2 separate regions of the Gossypium hirsutum genome follow, and region 1 is linked to region 2. The links are chromatin contacts, called in public Hi-C maps. All regions are on one chromosome and are shown on one strand. The core of a region is the stretch at or near the end of the contact, and the rest is flanking DNA. Distances in the headings are between cores, read along the strand shown.

The links. Hi-C and Micro-C count contacts between places; a contact is called where the count stands out from the background.
Region 1: a Hi-C map of leaf shows a contact between it and region 2, with 2.8 times the contacts expected there. The contact joins the promoter of LOC107890700 here to the promoter of LOC107890710 in region 2. A contact is called at or near these places in 16 of 34 Hi-C or Micro-C datasets (anther, callus, fibers and 4 more).

Annotation. Positions count from the first base shown.
Region 1 is chrA11:79,181,223-79,183,922 of Gossypium_hirsutum_v2.1, forward strand. LOC107890700 (photosystem I reaction center subunit N, chloroplastic) reads right to left here and starts at 1,312. Exons shown (of 3, transcript XM_016815228.2): 1 at 498-1,312; 2 at 270-395; 3 at 1-175. The coding sequence starts at 803. The coding sequence ends at 86. It also overlaps the pseudogene LOC107890681.
Region 2 is chrA11:78,956,514-78,959,213 of Gossypium_hirsutum_v2.1, forward strand. It overlaps LOC107890710 (patellin-3), which reads left to right and starts at 1,295. Exons shown (of 4, transcript XM_016815239.2): 1 at 1,295-2,604. The coding sequence starts at 1,408.

The DNA of each region.
Region 1 (2,700 bases), core at 62-2,561, 220 kb after region 2:
ATAGGGAAGTCTCCTAAAATGGAAAAATTAGATACATGTTGAGGTAGAGTGGATAGTTTAAGTGAAAAAATACATTTGGATCGCATCACCATTTCCAGAAAACGTTGGAACCACACTTGTATTTGTCCTTCCCTTCACATTCCAAGGCCAAATCATCAGAGATGAATGGTACTTTCTGCATTCAACAAACCGAAAAAGAATATCATTATGAAATCGTCCACAGAACCTTTGACACTAAGACAAGAAAAGGCAGATGTTAGGTTTTGAACCTTTTGCTTTGCAAGATCCTGGCAGCCAGTGAAGTTCTCAGGGAACTTGCAAGTGCCAAATTGAACAGTGTATGCTCTGGAAAAGTTTGCTCCACTTGTTGCCAACCTCTTCTTGTCATTCAATTCCTGCAGCAAAAGCAGGTTAATCTATTACGTTGTTCTGCAAATACAAAAATTTCTCTGCAGCATGATGGTTGATATTTTTTCAGATTTCATAGCGAAACACACCTTGTTAGCTTTGCTCTTTTCAAGGTACTCGTCAATGACCCCAGCATTTGCAGAAGAAGCAACAGCTGTGGTGAAAAGGCCAGCTGCCAAGTAGAGCACAGCAGCTCTTCTTCCTTCACTGGCACCTGATCCTTTGGAATCAGAAAATTTAGCCTGCTGGGCTCTGATCACAGGCAACTTGCGACCACCGCACATAACTGGGGAAGCAACTGATGGCGCTGAAGCAAGTTTGGCATTAAGCTCAGATGATCCAGTGCCTGAGATAGCATAGTTGCATGCCAAAACACTGGAGTTCATGGCTGCCATTGCTGTGAAAAAAAGAACTCTTGTTTACTAGGGAAATGGAGCTCAATTAGCTTTCTCAAAGTAGTCTTGTAGTATAATAGATTTGTTTGTGATGGAGGAGATCTGATAAGGAGTGCTCATGTGGCAAGAGGAGATGATGAATTGGATAAAAGCTTGTGGTTGGAATGTGGATAAGGTTGAGATTGCCTCACTCCTATTGGCAAACTTTGCTGTTCCTGGTATTTTATCTTTGGTGCAACAGTTGTGTGTCAAATGGCAATACAAGCTTGAAAACTGGGTCCACATTGGAATCGAAATTTGTGCTTAGCATCGCACCTCTATGCCACGTTGGGGTTCACCGTCAAGTGGAGCTGAGGGCAGATAACAAAATTTCACTACTAACTTCAATGGCATTCCCAGCCATCAAGCATGGATGGAGACGGGAAGTGAACAGGAGAATCATATTAATTACGCAATTTATCTAGCTTTTAAAATGTTATGTTTTTAATTCTAGAAGTAGGCCCATTGGTCCAACGGGAGTTCACCCGTACCCATGACTAGACATATGAAGTATCAAGAATAGAACAAACTATTTTAGAAGTAATGCACTTTGAAATACGCCTAAACTCTTGAGAATTAACTCTTTTGAAAATTACATTCAAGTTTTGGAATTCGCACTTACCAGTCTGTCCATATAACTTTTGGTTTTGATGTCTACACACCACCAACATATATTGTTCCAGGTTGTCAACCAATCAGAATTAAATGTTGAACTTTCTCATCCATTGACTTGATAGATATCTTCATCTTTACCTTCTAGTAGGCATAATTCATATCATCCAACATCGAGGGTTTTGAGATTAATTTACCTTCCATCTTTATAGTAAATCAACAATAGAATGTTCACTTAATGCGTGAAGTGTCTAACTCTAGTACCAATTGAGAATTTGTTAATTTTGCCTTCCAGATTCATGTTCAATTTGCAATTGGACTTACTAACTAACAGTATAAAAATAAGAGATGGATACAAAAAATTTGTTACGCAATTTGGAAATGTCCTATGTTTGCAAGTCTTGTTTAAAGAGTAATTCACAATAAATCTCCTAGTACAAGACATTATTTAAGTTCAAATAACTCACCAAGTTGCAAGCTTAATTGCAAACTAAACAACAACAAGATATTACTTACAACAATTTTGCACTAAAATAAGTTCCTTACATGAACAAGATAAGCTCTCTTATAATCTCATACATAAAACTATAACAAGCCATCTATTAAATTATCATGTAATGGCTTGGAAAAGTACAAGCAGTATGAATATTTAATTCTTTAAATTTAACTCAACAAAATCTTCAATATGGAATGAATCAGCAGAGGTCTTATTAATATAATATTTTTTGTAAATCAAATCTCTTTAAATCAAATTTGGTCAAAAGATACCAAATCATTACATTGACCTATTAGATGTGAGCTAAGTTAACTCGAGTTACATCTTACGTGTGTAACTATTTTTAAGAAGTTTCATATAAACATTTTAGCATTAAGCTTTCATCCAAGAGAAGCATAGAAAAATGGAGAAAGCAAAGCTAGTTTATTGCGAATCCGAAGATCAGTTGGCGGATTCCAGTCAGTAATTTGGAACTTCTACGGTAGAAAATTAGAATTTTGCAATTCCTAGAACGCGAGTGTTGAATATTTGCTTCAACACTGCAGCATGTTCATACGGCATTTATACTATTTTTATTGCTCCAGTCATTTACTAATAGTGTTCACAGTGAATATGCTATTCGTAGCTTTCAGGTTGTCGGTATCATCTGAAAAAATCACGTGTGCAATCTAATTATGGGGCTGAATAAAATGCACAGGAACGTCAATAAACTTTTCCCAAACTGCTTCATAATATTGCTCCAAACGTGTA
Region 2 (2,700 bases), core at 45-2,544:
TTCTCCAAATTTGATCTCAAACTGTCCTTAGTTTCTCAGAATTTGATCTTAAACTATCATACCCTGCTAGGGTACCTACCAAACCAGAACCCAAGGACTATACCAGTGATAATTTGAAGCAATTCAATGGCAAGTTTGGTGATTCACATGAGCATTTGATAAAATTTGCAGAGACGTTAGGCATTGTTAGGTTGGATGACGATTTAAATTTAAGAGGATTTTCTAAGTCCTTAACAGAGAAGGCATATACTGTTAGAGTATGACCAAAGACCAATCATTAGATGATTATAACATACTTGTTTTGCCCCGTTTGTTAATATAAGACATTATCATTATATTTCAGTTTCTTTTTTGGGTACATAAATAAACTATTTTATAATAATATCTTGAGAATAATATAATTATTCTTAAAAGGCCCTTAGTCGAGTATTACCTCGTTTGTTAATATAAAGCATTATCATTATTATTTCAGTTTCTTTTCTGAATATATAAATAAATTATTTTATAATAATGTCCTGAGAATAATATGATTATTCTTAAAAGGTCCTTAGTAGAGTATTATTATGGGCTTGAATAATAATAATATATTAAGATTAGCATGTAGTTGATTGATAATAAAGTATTGTCATTAACATAGAGATGTCAAAATTAATACATGAATTTATTTAAGTAAATGAGTATCAAATCAAATATATTTTTTCACAAAAAAATTAAATTTATTTAAATAATGATTAAATTAAAATTATCGAGGTAAACGTTACAATTGAAATTCAATTTTGTATGTCAACATTGATAAGAATAGATTTGAGCTGACATATCATGTTATTTATATCTTTTTAAATAATTTGAGGTATAAATATCAAAATATCATGCTGAATTTTATTTTTTTAAGAAAAAAACTAAAATTTAAAATGAAAATATTAAAATAACATTAAATTAGTAAAGAAAATACTATTTTCAAGATATTTCAATTTCATACCATCACAAAAGTGAATGATTTACTAGTGGGTCCTACCTCCCACATTGGATTGGCTACGCAGAAGAATATGACAGACACAAAGATGCAGAGTGTCCTAGGTGTCCATTTTCCAACGCATCAACGGTTCATTTTCTGCCCAATGGTAGACCCCACCCAAACCAAACCCTCAACTGCGCCCATCCATCATTTCTATCAATGTAACGCTAACGCCCGTTGGGTCGTAAAACAGGTGATAGACAGACGTGGTGGGTCCCCTAATTTAGACTTAATCCCAACTGGCTCCCTTATATGAATGATTGTCACAGCTTGTTTTCCTCCTAACTTCAACCCCACTCCTCTCTTTAAAAACTGTCTCCCCCCGCCCCCCTTTGAACTCTCCAATAAACCCACTTTCCCCATTTGTATTCCTATTGGTATCATTGTTAGCTATGGCTGACCAAACTCGGAACCCTGCCTATGTTGACCAGGTGGTACTTGCCCATGACGTCCCACAACAACCACCTGCTGCAGCAGTTGTGAAAGAACCACCTCAAGCTGAAACTGATGAAGAATCCGTAAATCAGAAGCCGGTCGAGAAGGCTTTAGTGGAAGAGTATTTGTCAAAACCCAAGTGTGATAATCAGGGAAATGTTCTTCAGTCGGGTTCTTTCAAGGAAGAGAGCACGAGGGTGGTTGATCTTCTTGATAATGAAAAGAAAGCGTTACAACAACTTAAGCAACTTGTTCAAGAAGCGCTTAACAAGCATGAGTTTGGTGGGCAACAACCAGAAGCGCCTAAAGAGGATGACGAGAAAAAATCAGCCAAAGAGGAGGCAAAGGACGAAGCGGTTATTGATGACGAACCACCAAAACCAGAAACAGTCGCCGAAACTAATGATGCACCCGCAAAGGAAGATAGTATCAATCTGGTTGAAACGGAGGTTATTGAAGACAAGGTTGCTACTGCAGCTGCTGGCTCTAACACCGTGGAAGACGATGGTGCCAAGACTGTAGAAGCCATTGAAGAGAGCATTGTCTCAGTCTCTTCTTCAGCTCAACCTGCAGCAGAGACAGAGGCTTATGTGGTATCGGAAGACGAACGAAAAGGTGGTAAAGCAGAGGACAAGGTGGTGCCACCCGAGGAGATATCCATATGGGGCGTACCGCTTCTTGCAGATGAAAGGAGCGATGTCATTCTCCTCAAATTTCTAAGAGCCAGAGATTTCAAGGTGAAAGAGGCGTTTGTGATGCTGAAAAGCACTATTCTTTGGAGAAAAGAGTTCGGGATTGATGAACTGGTTGAACAAGATCTTGGTGATAATTTGAATAAGGTGGTATTTATGCATGGTTTTGACAAGGAAGGACATCCGGTGTGCTATAATGTGTTCGGGGAGTTCCGAAACAAGGAGCTTTACCAGAAAACATTTTCGGATGAAGAGAAGTGGCAAAATTTCCTCAGATGGAGAATCCAATTCCTGGAAAAGAGTATTCGGAAACTAGATTTTAGGCCCGGTGGAATTTGTACTATTGTTCAAGTCAATGACTTAAAGAATTCCCCAGGACCAGCCAGGTGGGAGCTTAGACAAGCTACCAAACAGGCTCTTCATTTGCTCCAGGACAACTATCCAGAATTTGTTGCCAGACAGGTATTGATTACTATGTTAAGTGTTTTTCTTTTACCAAACAGGAGGTTTATTGGATCTTGCCTATGTTCTGAATGGTTGACGTTTTAGCTGGTTTTT